Linked DNA regions of Mus musculus: all the other regions are linked to region 1. A link is a contact called in public HiChIP or PLAC-seq, Micro-C and promoter capture Hi-C data. All regions are on one chromosome and are shown on one strand. The core of a region is the stretch at or near the end of the contact, and the rest is flanking DNA. Distances in the headings are between cores, read along the strand shown. Region 1 holds the start of Slc25a21 (solute carrier family 25 (mitochondrial oxodicarboxylate carrier), member 21). Region 2 holds the start of Mbip (MAP3K12 binding inhibitory protein 1). Region 3 holds the start of Nkx2-1 (NK2 homeobox 1). Region 4 holds the start of Nkx2-9 (NK2 homeobox 9).

Evidence for each region. Promoter capture Hi-C pulls out the DNA fragments that hold promoters and counts their contacts. A called contact is a pair of places that touch in the nucleus more often than the background predicts. HiChIP or PLAC-seq counts read pairs in DNA pulled down with a chosen protein or histone mark.
Region 2: a Micro-C map of the G1E-ER4 cell line shows a contact between it and region 1, with 5 times the contacts expected there. The contact joins the promoter of Mbip here to the promoter of Slc25a21 in region 1. A contact is called at or near these places in 8 of 39 promoter capture datasets (the 3T3-L1 cell line, 3T3-L1-derived adipocytes, cranial neural crest and 4 more) and 1 of 484 Hi-C or Micro-C datasets (the G1E-ER4 cell line).
Region 3: an H3K27ac HiChIP or PLAC-seq map of embryonic stem cells shows a contact between it and region 1, with 9 times the contacts expected there. The contact joins the promoter of Nkx2-1 here to the promoter of Slc25a21 in region 1. A contact is called at or near these places in 18 of 39 promoter capture datasets (the 3T3-L1 cell line, 3T3-L1-derived adipocytes, cranial neural crest and 7 more), 2 of 15 datasets of contacts at CTCF or cohesin (pro-B cells and stem cell-derived epiblast-like cells), 28 of 484 Hi-C or Micro-C datasets (the 3T3-L1 cell line, 3T3-L1-derived adipocytes, LSK cells and 4 more), 10 of 115 datasets of contacts at active chromatin or transcription factors (craniofacial prominence, embryonic hindbrain, embryonic midbrain and 3 more) and 3 of 9 other capture datasets (embryonic stem cells, embryonic tail and embryonic trunk).
Region 4: a promoter capture Hi-C map of embryonic stem cells shows a contact between it and region 1, with 4 times the contacts expected there. The contact joins the promoter of Nkx2-9 here to the promoter of Slc25a21 in region 1. A contact is called at or near these places in 13 of 39 promoter capture datasets (cranial neural crest, embryonic stem cells, frontonasal cranial neural crest and 4 more), 2 of 484 Hi-C or Micro-C datasets (both in embryonic stem cells), 12 of 115 datasets of contacts at active chromatin or transcription factors (craniofacial prominence, embryonic forebrain, embryonic limb bud and 4 more) and 1 of 9 other capture datasets (embryonic stem cells).

Annotation. Positions count from the first base shown.
Region 1 is chr12:57,195,502-57,200,080 of GRCm38.p6, reverse strand. It overlaps Slc25a21 (solute carrier family 25 (mitochondrial oxodicarboxylate carrier), member 21), which reads left to right and starts at 2,609. Exons shown (of 10, transcript NM_172577.3): 1 at 2,609-3,208. The coding sequence starts at 3,142.
Region 2 is chr12:56,343,749-56,348,327 of GRCm38.p6, reverse strand. It overlaps Mbip (MAP3K12 binding inhibitory protein 1), which reads left to right and starts at 2,434. Exons shown (of 9, transcript NM_145442.2): 1 at 2,434-2,656. The coding sequence starts at 2,528.
Region 3 is chr12:56,534,612-56,539,190 of GRCm38.p6, reverse strand. It overlaps Nkx2-1 (NK2 homeobox 1), which reads left to right and starts at 2,283. Exons shown (of 3, transcript NM_009385.3): 1 at 2,283-2,882; 2 at 4,118-4,503. The coding sequence starts at 4,131. It overlaps Gm26973 (a long non-coding RNA gene), which reads right to left and starts at 2,001. Exons shown (of 6, transcript XR_872771.2): 1 at 1,685-2,001.
Region 4 is chr12:56,610,545-56,615,123 of GRCm38.p6, reverse strand. It overlaps Nkx2-9 (NK2 homeobox 9), which reads left to right and starts at 1,840. Exons shown (of 2, transcript NM_008701.2): 1 at 1,840-2,212; 2 at 2,845-3,731. The coding sequence starts at 2,065. The coding sequence ends at 3,404. The region is part of intron 3 of Gm26973 (a long non-coding RNA gene); the gene reads right to left.

The DNA of each region.
Region 1 (4,579 bases), core at 1,360-3,859:
ACTAACAAGTGGGAGGAGAGAACCCACTTCCTCAAGTTGTGTTCTGACCTGCATTTGCTGTGGCTTGCATGCATCCACACATGAGTACACTCAACAAATAAGTACAAAAAGATTTTGTGGTTCTTTTTTCTTTTTTTTTCTTTTTAGAAAACAAAGGTCTATATTTTACATACAAATAAAATTAATTTGGGAAAGGTCATTACTTTAGTTTTCTGTATGACAGAATGCACTTGGCCTGGGTTTACCATTTGAATCTGCAGTCCCACTGTTCTCAAAATGAAAAACTCCCATAAATGATTGCTCCTTTTATCATCTTGAAAAACTTAATTCCTGCTTTTCACAATGAAATGCTTTTGTAAGCTCTAAAATTTTGGGACTATGTCTAAAATGTGAGAGATCCTCAATTGTTGAAGAAATGGTTTATATTGTATTTAAGATCCTATATTTTGGGCTGGCGAGATGGCTCAGGGGGTAAGAGCACTGACTGTTCTTCCGAAGGTCCTGAGTTCAAATCCCAGCAACAAGGTGGTGGCTCACAACCACCCATAATGAGATCTGATGCCCTCTTCTGGTACTTATTTATAATATTTTATTTTATTTATAATAATTTATTTATAATAATAAATAAATCTTTGGGCCTGAGCAGGGCTGACCAGATAGAAGCAGAGGTACTAATCAATTCCCTAAAACCACATGAAGGCTCACAACCATCTGTACAGTTATAATGTACTCATATACATAAAATAAATAAATCTTTAAAAAAGATCCTATATTTAATTAGTAAAATATAGTTCTCAAAACCTTTTATTTGCTTAGTGATAGAGGAGCAGGAGAGAGGGCTTTTTTGTTTTTTTGTAACCAACTTCATTTTTGCCATTAGTTTTATTTTTATTTTTAATGATTTGATTTTGAGATTTTAATATGAGTACACGTTTCCCTTTCACTCCCTCCACATTCTCGCTTGGACTCTTTCTTGCTGTCTTTAAATCCATATTTTTTCATTAATTGCTGCCCCATGCATATGTTTATGTACATAATATACATTTCTAAATATAACCTGCTCAGTATGTATAATATGACTTGTATGTATGTTTTCAAGCCTGTCCATTTGGTATTGATGAATATTTTCAATCTGGAAAATTTTATTTTATTTTTTTGTTTTTTTCAAGACAGGGATTCTCTGTGTAGCCCTGGCTGTCCTGGAACTCACTCTGTAGACCAGGCTGGCCTCGAACTCAGAAATCCGCCTGCCTCTGCTTCCCAAGTGCTGGGATTAAAGGCGTGTGTCACCATGCCCAGTGGAAAATTTAAAAAAACAAACCATTTTTGTGTATCTGATCACATAAGCAACACATTTACCCAATTCCTCATGGTATGTAACTTTCCTAGTCAGGTGGTACAGGCACATAACTGTGTGTACATGTGGTGTGTGTGTCTGTACATATGGTATGTGTGTGTGTGTCTACATGTGGAGTGTGTATCCATGTGGTATATGCATACATGTGGTGTGTGTATGTGTGTGTCTATGTGGGGTGTGTGTGTCCATGTGGGAGATGTGTGTGTGTTCATGTGTGTGTCCATGTGGGGTGTGTGTCTGTACATGTGGTATGTATGCATGTGTATATGTGGTGTGTGTGTGTGCATGTGTGTATACATGTGGTGGTATGTGTGTGTGTGTGTGTATGTATGTCAGCAGATACATGCAACAGGAGTGTTTGGTAGCTAGAGGTTACTGTTGGGGATCTTCAGTTGTTCTCCATTTTACCTTTGGAGACAAGACCTATAACTGAACTGAACTGTTTGGCTAGACCTCACCAACCAGACAGCTCCAGGGATGTGCCTATCTTTGCATTCTCAGCGCTAGGATTACAGACCCAGACTAATACTGTCTTACATGTGCAGGGAAACTGGATTTTGGTCCTTAGGCTTGCATGGCAAGCACTTTACTGACTGAGCCATCTCCCCAGCTCACTACCACCGACATTTAATAGCTCAAAGAATGAAAATAAGATATAAGTATTCATTTCGTATATTTGATTTGACATTGTATTATTTTAAATTGCACATACCCATGTTTTTGACAGAGAACAACGGCAGTTTATATGGCCCAGAATATATGCATTAAACACTACGTTTTAGAAATAACAGCAGCGGGGTTTCCACAGTACTTTCTCTTATCATCTCCGGCCTGTCAGGGGTGTGGTGAGCGTTCTAAATATCTGACTCCTGTGTTTCTCTTATACTGCAGTTTGCACCTTGTGGTTCACTAACAGGCACTAACTGGTACTTTTGTTTTGTCAGTGATTCTAAAGAGCTAGTGTGAGTTAATTCCACATTTTGTAGAAAGAAATAAGCAGGTTATTGGTGCTCCTCTTTCATGTCTACCTACTGTTCCTAACAGAGAACTGCTTAAAACAGGTTTCTAGGCCCTAAGCCCAAAGAACTCGGCTTTCTGACAAGTCTGTCATATTGTGCGCAGCGTGGTGACCCTGTGAACTGGGCACAGGACACTTGAATAACAAGTCCTTTATGGTTTTCAGTAAGTAAAACTCAGTTTATTATGCATGAAATAAAAGTCCAAAACCACTTCCCCCGCACAGTTACTGCACTTTGTAAGTCAGATCTGCTCTGATCTAGTTGCTGTGGCCTTCAATTTCTGGTTGACTAACTTGGAGGAATTTCCTCACTATCCCTTCTTTTGAATAGTACCGTATTTTAGCCTGCCTGGAGGGCAAGGGTCACCCGCGGCTACATCACAGTCGCAGCTAGCTAAGGCAGCCCTTAGATAAGCAGCCAGCTAAACAAACTCCGCAGTAGGTCTCGATAGGCAAATTCATAAGCCCCTATCTTGAAGCTCGAGCCTGACCCACCGAGCTAGGTCAAGTCTACCCAGCCCCCAGTTGTCAGTGTTCCCCCTCCGGTGCCCCGGTGGAAAGGGCAGCCTTAGGCAGCGCTGGGCAAGTTCGGACCCCCTCCGCCAACCTCGCGGCGACTCGGTGCCCGAACCGCCGCCTTTAGCTGGATCGCAGCCACACCGGGAAGAGTTCAGCCCCAGGACCGACGGGGCCCGGTCTCCATCGGCGGCGGCCTTCAGAGGAGCTCGCTCGGGCAACTTGGTCACCCGGTCCCCTGGTCGCGAAGATGTCGGCCTCCAACGTCAGCTTACTGCACGAGACCTCCAGGCAGGTCGCGGCCGGAGGGTCTGCAGGTAAGGCTGTCCGCTCGCTCCCCGCGCGCCCGCCGCTCCTCCGCCGCACCACCCGACAACTGTCCCCCAGGCTCGCCTTCCAACCGAAGTTTTGTGTGCGAGTGCGTCCTCCTAAATCTTCTACTCTGACTCCTCTGCGAAGAGCCGAGCAGCCGGCGGCGGCTCTTTTGGGTGCAGTCCCCACTAGCTGCTCTGCTCTAGGGTCCCCGGGGGTTCTCTGTTCCTAGAATGGAGCATGAAAGGATTCGCCAGTCCCTGAAACTTACTGTGACTTTGAGAAAGCTTCCCCCTCCCGTCCTTTTCTTCGCTTTGACAGCTATTTTACACAAAAAAGGATTCAGTTCCAGTTCGGTCTTACTTAAGTTTCTTAGCAAGTTTCTTCCAAGGCCCAAGCTAAAGAGGATCTTAGCATAGCTCTCTTCGCAGGGATTCTTTTTACTGCGCTTCTTGGGGATCTATGCACGCCATAAATATATTAAAATTAAACGCTCGTGCTAACAAATGTAAACACCTTTGATGTAATGGACTCACATTAATCTGTGGAGAGCTATGATGTGGGAGAGACTTTACAAAAAGATCTGTTAAAGCCAGCTTGGTAATAATTACTGTGCAACTTGGAAGAAGTTGCTCGCCATTAAATTATGCGTATGCCTAATTTTTAATATTTTTAATATTAGGCTGTAACAGTTCATAAGTTTTGTTATTTTAATAAATTATTATAACAATGAAATAGTATTAAAGTTGACTAAAAGATACTCAATATATACTTAGTAACATTTACTTTCAAGAAAATATGAACTTTTAAATAATGGAGTGCTTCAAACTCTGAGTAGTTTTATGTCATGAACTAGCTGCATCTCTGGGGTATCAAAAGCATCCAGATATGTCACATAATTTGCGTACTTTAACAAGATACAGTTATGAAAATGAAATATATATATATATATATATATATATATATATATATATATATATATATGCTTGACCATAGGGAAAGCAAAGTTGCTTAACATCCCAGGCTGTGCCCAGTGACTTACAGGTATCTCTGTTGGTTTGTATAATCACAACATGTATAGTCACAGTTATACTCAAAGACTGTTAAAAAATAAATCAGACTCTAATCCTGTTTATGCTGCATATTTCTGGATAAATATTTGGCACAGATGCATTTATGCCATCATGTATCATCATCATCATCATCATCATCATCATCATTATTATTATTATTTATTTATTTATTTATTTATTTATTTATTTTGGTTTTTCGAGACAGGGTTTCTCTGTATTGCCCTGGCTGTCCCGGAACTCACTTTGTAGACCAGGCTGGCCTCGAAATCAGAAATCTACCTGCCTCTGCCTCCCGAGTGCTGG
Region 2 (4,579 bases), core at 1,185-3,684, 850 kb after region 1:
TATTCCCTTTCTAAATTTCAGTATTATAATTCTGCTATACATTAGTATCTATACATTTCTGTCTGCACTGAGTCCAAGGGAATCCACATCTTTTCATCTTAGAAAGCCTTCTACCTAAAATAGAAGTTTTTATTATAAAAGAAGAAAATAAGAAAACTATCTGAAATGAGCTCACTGGGTATCAGGAAGGAATACAAGATGTTATTAGACAGAAGAAGCAGTGCATAAAGGAGTTAACAAATTCTGACTATGGTGGGACATGCCTTTAATCCCATCACTTGGGTGGCAGAAATGGGTGGATCTCTGAGTTTGAGGCCAGCCTGGTTCTGGGAGTTCCAGGAGAGTCTCAGCGAGATAGAGAAACACTGTCTCTAAAAACAAAAACAATGGAACAACAACAAGAAGAAATCAAGTAAGACTTGGAATTTGGGGCTGGAGAAAGATCTCAGTGGTTAAGAATGCAACTGTTCGTTTTTGCAGAGGGCCAGAGTTTGATTTTAGGCTCCAGTGCTGGGCAGCTCACATCCCATGCCTCTGGCTTCCTTGGGTAATTGTGCATGAGCAGGAGTACTTGCAGTCACCACAAAGAAAACAGCGTGCAGCACCTTAATCATTCCCAAATGTGTGATAAAAAGTCTTCTACTTAGTTTTTTAAAAAAAATCTGATTTCATTACTTGGTACAGAACAAGGACTCTTAGACTCCACATTACAATTGTCACCCATTAACCAGAAACTCAGAGACAAAGTGTGTTAACATTGCGATGAATCGTGAACTTCTATTACAGATATGAGTGACTTGAATGAGAGGGTGCTTGAATCTTGTGAAGATTGTATTGTCAAACCTAAGTTTACATCTTTCTGCTAACAAGGAAACAGACCAGCTTTCTCAAGATCCTGTTAAGTCTGATAATACCAGAAGTCTCTGGATATAAGTGAGTAAAAGGCTCCTTAGACAGGTAAAAGGAGTTCTTTCATTTTTACTCTCCTTATCCTAGTGTCCCTTAATTCCTTATTTCTTCCTTTATTCAGTCTGCTCTCTAAGGATAGACTACCCATTAACTTCATACTTCCACTTCCTGTATGTTAAATGCACTCAACTATCATGAAGAAGAGTTTTAAATCGTTTGTTTGCTTGCTTGCTTGCCTGCTTGCTTTTCGAGCTTTGGTTTCTTTGTGTAGCCCTTGCTGTCCTGGAACTCACTTTGTAGACCAGGCTGGCCTCATAAGGGATTTACCTGCCTCTACCTCCCTAGTGCTTTGGGATTAAAGGCCTGAGCCACTGCCGCCAGAGTTTTAATTCTTTTGTCCTTTATCTTTTAAGCTTGTTTTAAAAATTTAATAGAGCCAGGCATGGTGGAGCATGCCTTTAATCCCAGCATCCGGGAGGCAGAGGCAGGCAGATTTCTGAGTTTGAGGCCAGCTTGGTCTACAGAGTGAGTTCCAGGACAGCCAGGGTTATACAGAGAAACCCTGTCTCAAAGGAAAAAAAAATTAATAGAACTCTACATTATAAAATTATAACTTTTTTCGCTAAAATAAAGCTATCTAATAATACCCAACAAGAGTCGATTTAGTTTTATATCCTAATTTTAAAGAGTGTGGTTACATGGAATAAATTGGTCTTTTCTTTCTTTCTTTCCTTCTTTCTTTCTTTCTTTCTTTCTTTCTTTCTTTCTTTCTTTCTTTCTTTCTTTCTTTCTTCCTTTTCTTTCTTGTTGTTTTGTTTTGAGGCAGGGTTTCTCTGTGTAGCCCTGGCTGTCCTGGAACTCACTCTGTAGACAAGGCTGGCCTCGAAATCCGCCTGCCTCTGCCTCCCAAGTGCTAGGATTAAAGGCGTGCGCCACCACTGCCCGGCTGGTTTATATTTCTATTGGATTTATATTGAAACAATTTTAAGGTCAAGTGTCCAGTGATTGCACTGAGAACCCGTTGCATGTCAGAACTTTGACATAAACTATTTTGCAGGTGTAGTCATCAATGTCGTTCTATGGTAGGAAAAAGAAGCATAATGTAGCCCTTGTGTTCTTTTTAAATTCCTCATATCAAACAGTCTTATAGAGATGAAAATGTTCTATCCAGTAACGATCATCCTGGGTCAAGTTTCTAGTAATTAGAAAATTGTAAAGCACTGCTCCATCACTAACCCGCAATCTTTTTCCAAGACAACTCGACTGTTAACATTTTAAATTTTAATAGCGGGACTCAAATTCTAACACTTAAGAGTAAGGCTCTGCCAACATTCACAGGGAGCATCTAAGAGCCAAGTAGGTTTCTAAACCAAGGTGGACCACAGAAAACACCACCAGACAGAAGGTCCAGCTTCACATACACAAGTTCCCTCGGAGCACAGCTATCCTTGCTCTTGATTGGTCTTCCTGTGTGTCTGTCACACACAGAGGGTGGGGCCTATCCTCAAGCTCTAAGTGAGACGCTCTAGTTTTACGTCATCTCAGTGCGACGAAGTCCGCGAGGGAGGGGTGGGGTGAGCGCTGTTCGCGGTGGTTGGGGGGCTGCTTTGAAGGTGTCATGGCTGCTGCTGCGGAGCTTAGTTCCTCAAGCGGCAGCGAGAGGAGCCTGGAGCAATGCTCCAGCCCCCTCCTCACCCGCGAGGTCCTCTGCGAAGTCTTTCGCTCCTTGCACACCCTGACAAGACAGGTAAGTGGGGGTGCGGCGGGGAAGGGGTGGGTGGGGAGGGAGAGCATCCCGGTCCTTGTCCCCTTAGTTCTCTCGGAGGCGGGGGTCGCGGAGCCCCGCTGGCACGGTGTGTGCCGCTGGTGTGCCGTGGCCGGGCTGTGACACCCGGAAGACCCTGGGCCCAGCTCCTGGGACCGGGAGATGCCAGCGGCACGCTTGATGGCCAAGGTCTGGAGAAAACTGGGGTCCTGGCGACGAAAGCTTGCCCAAAAGATGCCTAAAAGGTGATGAGGGTGAAGGAGGTTCCTGGCGATCACGGTCCTTTTGCCTCCAGTGTATTTATCGCAGAAACTCACTGGTTAATATGGCCTGAAACTTTTCCTAGCGCCATCCCCACTCCTTGGGGGGTGATTTACTCTGGGGTTTTTTGTTTATTTGTTTGTTTTTCTGTTTTTTGTTTCTCTTGCCATTTATTGCATCTCTTACTCTTTTAAACGGGGAGGGATATATAAGGATTTCCACAATTTCATTTGTAGTATACCTAAATTTTAGTGTGAATTGTTGGATGAGTTATGTGTGGCCACTTCTAACTACATTACGACTGTCGTGTAGCTTAGCTAATTGCTCTTTACAGAAAATGTCACAGTAAACCTGGATTTTAAAAACTAGGTTACACTTTACTAGATAGTCGTGATGTAAATGAGGCAATGTTTAAATAAGGAACAAAAGTATGTTTGCCTGCTTTTAGAAGAGTTTTGTGTCAAACATGTTTCCTAATTTGTTTGGGGACTGGTTATAGTGCTTGAAATGGACACAGCACACATTTATGTCAAGGGCAGTGGTACCACCAGTGAGAATAGGACATTTACCTGATTTGTGAGGATTATTTTTAAAATCCTTAGTTGGAAAACCTTAGTAAGTTTATTCTGACTGGCAAACTACTTGAGTTGTACATTCTGTTTGGTGTTACTGGACTTCGAAAAGTTAAAAAAAATTAAACTCAGTTGCTTGATAAGCAATTAGGAAAAAAATTCTTACAAAGTCTTAAGCACTTTCCTTATTAATATTTCAGTAGTAACATCTCAGATCTTTAAATAGTTTAAAAGTTAGAGAACTTTTTGGCGTGGATTTGGAACTTAAAGATTTATTCATTTATATTTCTAATGTCAAGATGAGAAAAATCTTCTCAAATATTATGCTTAGAAATTGCAAAATAATTTACATTGATAAATTATTTGAATTATAAAATATCTAAATTTTGCATACTGAGTTTTTTAATTATATAAATTTATCTCAAAGGTTCAAATGGAAAAATGATTAAACTTAACTTATGCCACTTGCCAAAAATGTGTAGAGAAAATGAAGTTTTTGTAACAGTAAAGGGTCCTTTAACAAGTGTCAAATATAAGATTTTTTAAAAAATTAATTAAATGCTATTTTAGTAATATGTATTTTGAGATGCGTGATTAAGGATGAAAGCCATCCACACTTATAAAGTTGCCCCTGCGGAATGTGTCCTTTCGCAACAAATTAAAGGGACTTTTAAGATGTAAATTGTAATATGTCTAAGTTCACCTTAAATATCATTGAATTATTAGCGCTTTTCGATAGAAAGTGTAAAACTGAATTGTTAAAAAGCATTTTTCCTTCAAATGCAACTAATGTGTTTCTACTGAACATACATGACTGAGTAGTCAGTGTTAATAGTGTGTTAATAGAAAAATTTGAACGCCTGATTACTGTCCCAAGGATTATGGGATAAAAATTCATAGAATCCATATGTTACTGGGGAATTTGCTGAATGAATAATTGGATTATTTGGGGGCCATTTTTAAGTTAATTTGTCACCTTACTGTTTGGTTTCCATAAAAGATCAAGTGTCTCCAGTTGCCTTTGAAAGCTTCCATACTGACATGAGAATATGATCCAAATATTAAGATTTCT
Region 3 (4,579 bases), core at 1,034-3,533, 660 kb after region 1:
AGGTCGTTAATGGCTAAATACTCTGACCTAGCCTACCAAATATCGGATACAGCATGGGTTCCAAGAGTAGTTGCTAAGTGAATCATGAATTGTAAGATAACATTTTGAACTTTGCAGCATTAGAAGAAGCACATCTAGTGCCCTTGGCAGATGTGAAGGGTTTCATGGGAGTTGGAAGTAAGCAAGCTGAGGTGTAGGTGGCAAGTGGTAGATCTGGTTTGGACATCCTCTCTCTAGCGTTCTACCAGTGAGCTTTCAAAGAGACACTGGAGGGGAAGAAGGAAGTGTCCCTCTGCTACACTGCTGCAAAGACTAATGGTTACTCTGCTCTTCTTCTGGTGAAGCCTGAGTCTCTGCAGCCCTTTGATTCCTAACTAGTGAGATTAAAGAGGACCCTTGGGGCTGAACCAGGGAATAACCTTATGAGGGCTGAGCTCTGTCCTGCTAGCCACAAGGCCAGTCTACTGACAGCGCAGGAGGCACCAGCCATGAGGGGTGGACTAGGTTTTTAAGAATTAATCCACAGCTACAAGAGGGGAAAAAAATATCTCTGGTTTAACCCGAGTGGGTCCTGTTCAAGATGAGTCAGAGAGGCAGCATGCTCTCTAGTCAGAAAGACTAACCTGGTGAGAATTCTCAAGATCTTTGCATGGATGAGTTCAGAGATAAATAGGTGGCTCCCCACCCACCCACCCAACACCCCCCCCAGGCCCCCAAAGGCTCTTGAGAATTCTGGCTTACTCTTGTGGATGTCAGTGCTCATGGGAAATAATCCAGAATGGTGGATGTTTATGAAGGGGCAGAAGTATGGGAAGTTCATTTGGTTCAAGTCACAGAGTGCAACAGAGCCCCTCACCCCCAGTTCTAGATGGGAGCTGTTGGCATTGGTGCCAGCAGGAGAAGTTTGAAGCTCAGTCCAGTTCCCCTCCCCTTCAGGGTAAAGCATGGGGGTTGCCAGGCATCACTCCCCTCGAACTCTGACTGAAGCTCAGCCCCTCACCTAGTGCTGTGCGGCTGGGGATGGGGGCCCCTAGTTACAGTAGGGCTAAGATGCAGCTTGTGTACATTCTCCCAAACTGGCCACCTGCTGGTGTTTTTGAAGGTCCGGGCTGCACGGCTCAGAGACTGTAGAAGATTGAACAAACCTTTCACTCCAGACTAACAGGCCCCCCGAAGAAGCAATGGATTTGATATTAACCACAGACACAGAAATATCGACCTTGTTAGTGAGCTTAATTTTCTTCCCTCAAAGCTTTGGGCGTGTTTTGATGTGCCTGATTTTGCTTAAATCTCACCAAAAAACCTTCTGAAGAATTACCTCCTTCTGTAAGTGGCACTAAAACCGGGAGAGACAAATGACACTCTACCCTTGGTGTTCCTATGACCACCAACAATTATAAAATAACGGGGTTAAATGGAGACGGAGGACCAGGGACTTCCTAAGACGATCCCGTTCCCAATGCTAGCAGATCTGGGTCGCGCCTTCAGACTAGGTCTGCATTATGCTTTGCCTGCCCTTTCTGCCGTTCACTTGATCTAGCGTGGCTTCCCCTCCCTGCACTCTCGACACTGTAGACCAAAGTGCTGTAGCTCATCTTGAGAGCGCCCCCCAGAGAAGTCCCTGGGAAAGGAGAGCGCAGAGCTCTGCTTTCCACTTGTCCTTAGCTACAGAGACACAACGCACCTGGCCGCTTAAAGTCGGGGTTCCCTGCTTCAAAGCCACCTCGGGGGCGGTTCGAAAATGCGGGCCCAGATGGGAGGCCCGCTGATGCCCAGAGCCTTCCTTCCCTTCACGATGGAGGTAGGTGGTGAGGAAAGCTAATGTTAGTTTAGTCGTCGGCTTTGTGTTGAGGGAGTAGAGAGCACTCTTCAAGGAGAGATCTTAAAAAGCAAATAAAACAACTTTCCATACTATAATTGCTATTAATGGAAAGGAGCCTACCCTGCTGAATTAAGTAGTTCAAAACTGCTTGTTCATTATCGGGAGCTCCCTCACTACAAGGAGGGGAAAGAAAATGTGAAAACAAAAACCAAAATCAAGAAGCCTCCTTGACTGGCCGCCGAAGTGTCTAGGAGGCACCTGCCGGGCCAGGAAGCACTCCGCCCTCCCAGCCTCTAGCGCTCCAAGAAAGCTCGAACAGCAGACAAGCAAAGCCAAAACAAAAACAAACAATAACGAAAACGCTTAAATTCCAAGGAGAAAAAAAAAAAAACGGAGGTGGTCTCCAAATCTGTGCCATGCAGGGCTTGGCTGGGTAACCCACTTAGCTGCTGATCCTGACCTGGTAACAGCAATGAGGCTGACGCCCCCGGGCCCGCTAGGGAGCACAGCCCACAGCTCCCCCTTGCCAGGCGCCCAAGGACCCTCAAGGCGCGGGGCTCACACTTGAAGCCTGGGAACGCTCAGACAGGAAACCCACTTCCTCCTAAGCAGTTTCTTCCTAGCCGGATGAGAGGCGCCCAATTGAAGCAGAATGATCCTCATCTACTAATATCCAGCGTGGCCACAAAGCGACCGGCCATTTACGCCGCCACTTTAGACAAAGATATTTGGTTATTCCCGGGGAAGCAAGTGCACTTTTGCATGGCTGAGCTCCGGGAGGAGGCGAGCCTCAGCCCAGCCTCCCGCCCGCTGGGCTGCGGGCGTCGAGATATTCGCCTCCTCCCGGACAACGAGTTCCACCCGGGTTCAGACTCAGTTCCACTCTGCAACGGATCTGCGGGCGCTCACGCGGCTCCCCGCCCGGGCTTTCACTGAAGCATCGGAAGGGAAAACTGCGGGGATCTGAGCTGGGGTGCTGGGACTGGGATGTCCTCGGAAAGACAGCATCAGCTTCTGAAGCCGAAGTATCCAGGCCATGGGCAAGGGTCAGGGGCACCAGGTTTGTTCGAGATGGGGCAACTTCCGTGGTGGACTCTCCTGTTAATCCCCCGCACCCTTAGCCTCGTAGCTCAGAGGGCCAGCGGTGTACTTGCCTGGGCCGGCAAAAGGGGTGGAGAAAGGGAGCGGCGGGGTGGGGTGGGCTGGGGGGGCTGGTCCGCTAGGGAGCCAGGAGCTTGGTGGGGGGTGGCGCGGGGATCGGTGACAGCCTCCCGGAGGCAGTCGTTCCCTTACTCAGCTCCCCCTCCGCCCGCTGGGATTCTCTCGGGTAAGGGGAAAGGGGGCGGGGAGCAGAGGTGTCCCTCTGACGGCGGCGGCAGAAGAAGCAGACAGACTGACAGACACATAGACCAACAGTGCAGCCCCAGGGTTCATCCCCAGACTCGCACACTCTTTTGGTGGTGACTGGGGCTCAGCGCAGCGAAGCCCGATGTGGTCCGGAGGCGGTGGGAAGGCGCGGGGCTGGGAGGCCGCAGCGGGAGGGAGGAGCAGCCCCGGCAGGCTCAGGTGAAATCCCGCTCCCTGCTCCTCAGCCCCCTTCTCCCCCAAAGGCCAGCCCCTGACCTCGGAACCCCGACCAAATTGGACCGCGGTTCCACTTTGTAACTCCCCAAGTTGGTTGCAAAGCAGTATTCACCTTCCGTTCTCCTTTCCATCCCTCCCCTTAGGTTATTCTCTACCCCACCTCTGGCCCTCCCGCTCTCGGTTCCCTCCTCCTTCCCCCCCCCCCGCCTTTTCCTCGCGCGCCACAGGCACCCCACAAAAATGGGGGTGGGGGTGTCCAAGGGAGGGGGAAAGTAATGCTTTGGTTCTCTCTCTCTCTCTCTCTCTCTCTCTCTCTCTCTCTCTCTCTCTCTCTCCCTCTCTCCTTCTTTCTCTCTTTGAGACCTAAAAATCTTGACAAGTGAAGCTTAAAGGTGTTTACCTTGTCATCAGCATGTAAGCTAATTATCTCGGGCAAGATGTAGGCTTCTATTGTCTTGTTGCTTTAGCGCTTATGCCCCGCCTCTGGTGGCTGCCTAAAACCTGGCGCCGGGCTAAAACAAACGCGAGGCAGCCCCCGAGCCTCCACTCAAGCCAATTAAGGCGGACTCGGTCCACTCCGTTACGTGTACATCCAACAAGATCGGCGTTAAGGTAACACCAGAATATTTGGCAAAGGGAGAAAAAAAAAGTAGCGAGGCTTCGCCTTCCCCCTCTCCCTTTTTTTTTTCCTCCTCTTCCTTCCTCCTCCAGCCGACGCCGAATCATGTCGATGAGTCCAAAGCACACGACTCCGTTCTCAGTGTCTGACATCTTGAGTCCCCTGGAGGAAAGCTACAAGAAAGTGGGCATGGAGGGCGGCGGCCTCGGGGCTCCGCTCGCAGCGTACAGACAGGGCCAGGCGGCCCCACCGGCCGCGGCCATGCAGCAGCACGCCGTGGGGCACCACGGCGCCGTCACCGCCGCCTACCACATGACGGCGGCGGGGGTGCCCCAGCTCTCGCACTCCGCCGTGGGGGGCTACTGCAACGGCAACCTGGGCAACATGAGCGAGCTGCCGCCTTACCAGGACACCATGCGGAACAGCGCTTCGGGCCCCGGATGGTACGGCGCCAACCCAGACCCGCGCTTCCCCGCCAGTAAGTGAGGCCGCCCCGCCGCGGGGCCGCGGGCTAAGCACCGGAGGCGCGGTCGGCGCGGCCGGCGAGGTGCGGC
Region 4 (4,579 bases), core at 591-3,090, 580 kb after region 1:
GGATGCACAGGTTTCCAGGCCGGAGCGGCTTCACCTGGCACAGCTTCCAAGTTCACAGAGTCTGGGAATCTACGCTTAGGCTTCTCTAAAACTCTACCACCTCCCGCCAAACCTCTGGCTCCCGCAGGAGTTTTTTCTGCATAGAGGTCAGCACAGTCATTTCAATTTAATCTCATTTAAAAAGACATAACTAATAAATCTATTGCCAGGACCACAGAAAGACAGCCAGCAGAGTCGATCGATCTCCCAATCCCATTGAATCCCATTGAAAACCATGACAACACCGGACAAGCTCCGATTTATCCCAGGGAGCTAAAGCGCATTGTGAGCAGACATCAATCACGCATTATTCCGGACTGAACAAATGCAAAATCTTTGCTGGAACAAATGCTTCCAACAGGTCCGGGCGTCCCAGCTCCATTTCCCCTTTGTTTGTGGCCTAGCAGTTGGCCTGTAGTGGGCTAGCCTCCGCCCGACCACCCAGCGCGCGGTACCACCGGCCACTTTAGGCACGCTTGGTAGGACTGCAGCTGGGGGTGGACGCAGGCTGGGTGAGGCGGGAGGGGGGGTGAGGGTGGGGGCGCCACGCCCTTGTCAGGTTCGAATTCAGCCTCAGCAAAGCCCGGTTTTCAGATGCGGCTACCCAAATGTAGCTCTCATCCCTGAAATTTAGAAACCAGGTACCCAAATAACTAGCTGGATAGAAAAAGGCTTCTGAGACCGCACTCTAGCGCTAGACTGGAGCCAGAGGAAGACTAGAAAGGCCAACAGAATGTGCCTGCTGCTGCCGGATTCTGCCCTCTCCTACCTCCTTCACCCGCCTTCCACGTGGATCATTTTATCTGTGTTCCCTTGGTGACTAGAGGATCTGGGAGACATCTCCTGCCAGGCACATTTCTTTTGGGCAGGCCTGTTGCTAATTCTGCCTATCCGCCCATTCTATGTCAGACGGGGCAGCTGTGGTGTGGTCTGCTACACTGTGAGCAGTGAGTAATGCAGACCGCTCACTGTCCCTTCCTATGCTGCTAACTGGCACCGACTTGGGAGATGAAGGGCAGGGACGAAGCCCTAGTGACAATACCAAGGAAGCTTTGGTAGGCCACCCTAAAATCTGCTACCTCCCTTGGGTCCTCGAATGGAGGAGCTCAGCCAGAGTCCCAGACTCAGGGTCCATAGATGCCAGACCAGGATGGACATTTCGGGACCTGGATGTTGGCTGTTTTGTTGGCCTGAGGAGACAGACACAGGTCCCAAGCTCTCCCACAGGCTTCCAGACCTTTCAGACTGTGTGTGGTGAGTGTGTGTGTGTGTGTGTGTGTGTGTGTGTGTGTGTGTATGTAGGCTCCTGCAAAATCTGTGCCCTAGACATCTGGAAAGACCAGGCCATCCTCTGATATCTAAGGAATGCTACCAAAAAAAAAAAAAAAGTGCGCCAGTTTAACGTAGTTATAAATCACTTTCCAAATAATTATGAGAAACTACCATTCCAGCAGGGAAGCTCCGGGGAAAAACAAACAAGGAATAATAAAGTCGCTCCACCCTCCCCAGCTCTACCACCCAGCCCAGGCCCCACGTCAGCCTGAGAGGAGAAGGAAGCTGGGGCTCAGTTGGGAGGACCATGGTCACTGTTCGCCACCCAAGATGTTATTCACTGGTAACAATCCCCATTATCTGTCCCCACTTTGGTCTAATCAGACAATCGCTAATACCAGGCCAGCTTCCTGCGACCTCTGGGAGGTAGTCTTGCAGAGGGGGCGGGTGCCGGGCGGGGCGGAGCGGGAGGCGGGGGAAGGGGGGGCGGAGATGGCACCTTCCGGACTTGCCCCGGCTTCGCTCCAGCACTCATTCAGGTACTTAAAACCCTGGACACCCCGACTGCGGTTTTCAAAGCCCTCCGAGTAGCAAGGGCTGTTAATATAAATAGGGATTCCTCCCGCAAAGGTGCTGGCGTCTCAAGGCCAGCGCATGGCGAGCGCCTCGCACTTCCATCCTTAGGAGCGGCGTCCCCAGCTGTCCCTGGGTCCCTAGCCTACCCTGCCCCCCACCTTCTTCCCCTCCTCGGCCATGGCCACCTCTGGACGCCTCGGCTTCACGGTGCGCAGCCTCCTGAATTTACCTGAACAGGATGCGAAGCCTAGGGTGAGGCGCGAGCAACAGACGTGCGTTCCACAGACTGCTGCCTGGCTGGAGTCGGAGTGCAGCCACTACCTGTGTGAGTGAGCCAGGACTGCGGCCGGGGGTGGGGAGTGCGGAGGAGGGACCCAGCCAAGCCTCTGGGGTCAGGGATGGAGAGTGGAGATTCCCAACCCAGAATCAGGTTCCTTCGACCCTAGAGCAAGCGCGAAGCTCTGTGGTCCTCAAACAGACAGGTGGTGCGTCTGAGTCCACACATCCTGAGAGTAGATCTTGGTCCTGGACTGCTGAGGAAGGTAGTGGTTTTGGTGTCTGGCGATCCGAAAAGACCGGGATATTTAAAGATTTGAAACCTTCCTTTTGTGTCCCAGGGCTTTGCAAACTTCAAATCAGAGGTGGCCGGTATGGGTGACTCAGCTTGTGGGAAACTAGTCTGCCAGCTCAGTTACTGTTGCGATTCCTTTAAGAGGACCCCAGGGTGGGTTTCTCTGGGGCATCATCTCAGGTCTGCCGATTACTCTTGTAGTATGGTTGAGGTAAGAGTAGGGAACGTGGGTACCCAGAAGTGAATACAGCAAAGCAAATGGGTCGCAAAGCCCGGAGCAAGAGAATTGGGACTCCAGGTGGAGACGAGGGTGGGAGACAGGTCCCAGACACCCGTAGAGGCTGGCCTCTCACCAGGCGACGTCTGCTTTGCTTTGTGGTTCCCAGCCTCGGACGAGAGCGGCCTGGAGACAAGCCCTGCAGACTCGTCGCAGCTGGCTTCGCTCAGGCGGGAGTCCCCCGGCTCCGACCCGGAGAAGAGGAGGAAGCGGCGGGTGCTGTTCTCCAAGGCCCAGACCTTGGAGTTGGAGCGGCGCTTTCGGCAGCAGCGCTACCTGTCGGCGCCGGAGCGGGAACAGCTGGCTCGACTCCTGCGCCTCACGCCCACGCAGGTCAAGATCTGGTTCCAGAACCACCGCTACAAGCTGAAGCGAGGGCGAGCGCCTGGGATCACAGAGCCTTCGGATATGGCAGCATCATCTGATCTGCACGCCGCTCCCGGCCTGCTGCGCCGCGTAGTGGTACCCGTGCTGGTTCACGACCGGCCACCGAGCAACAACGGCAGAGGTGAGGGGACCTCTGCGGTGCCCCAGGACAAGTGCAGCGCACGCCTGGCCACTGCGTGTCCGGTGCCAGGCTACACCGCCTTCGGACCGGGCTCGGCGCTTGGCCTCTTCCCAGCCTACCAGCACTTAGCACCACCAGCTCTGGTCTCCTGGAACTGGTGAGGCTGCTGCGGAGTGCCTAAAGCCACCCTAGACTTGGGACATTGCTGTTTGGTCCGCCGCAGTAGAGCTACAGCCACACCAAAGTCAGGAGGTGACCCTTGCAGGAGCCCTTCTTGAGTCCTGGGTCCCTGGATTGCCCTAACCGGCAAACACACACACACACACACACACACACACACACACACACACACACACACACACAAGGGACTGTCTCCAAGACTCGGAATGGTTGCCCGGGCGCCAGTCCCAGAGCAAGATTTTATTTCTTGAGCATTATTTGTATATTTTAAAATAGCGACTTGTATGAAGCAACTTATTTTTAAAAAAGAAATAGAGTGTTTTCCCCTTGACTTGTTGCGCTAGATTATACTGTGGAGGGTTGGGTCGCTGGCGCTCCTACCACTAAAGGGATGGAAACTGGTTTCCCTTGGCTGGAGGTGGAAAGACCATTTACACTGAGACCCATCCCCGGTTTATACTGTAGGTCAGAATAAAGTCCCAACAAGACTTTGGGAGGAAAGGGAGTAGGAGAGGCAACGGAGGCGATCTGGGTAGCTCTGCAGAGTGAAGCTGGAGATTCTTTAGTCTCTGGCTCCAAGACTGAAAGCTTATCCTGCCCCTCGAGCAGGGTCCTGACTCAAGGCTGTTTCCAGGACTTGAGGATTGAGGAGCTTGGAAGCAAGGAACTTGGAACATACAGTTAATGCCATGAGCGCTTCAATGTGCTGTTTCCTGCCTCCTCTACCCGGCAGTGGTGGGACTGGAGAGGGAGGGCATTGAAGAAATAAAAAGGGCCACAGAATGACCTGCCCAGGGCACTGTTTCCAGGCTACCCTAGGGAAAGAGGGTAATGCTAGGATTGCTATGCTGGGGTGCGATCGGCTAGTAAGAGTCCAGTCAGCAGTGCACACACGGAATGATCTCCTTTCCATTCCAGGCCTTGGTTTGCCCCTGTTCTTTTCCTGGGTATATAGTGAGGGAGGAAATCCAGGGCAGGCAGTCGCTGTCTCTGAAGCTGTGACCTTATCTCTGGAAACCCATTTCAGAAAGAGGAGAGGAGAGAGGTGTCCAGTTGGTCCAGGAACAGGGACAAGGCCCCTGATGAGGTCTGAAGAGAAAGCATTAGGCTTGGTAAAGGTCCTCGATTTCTTGTCCAAAGAAGAAGAGGAGGAGGA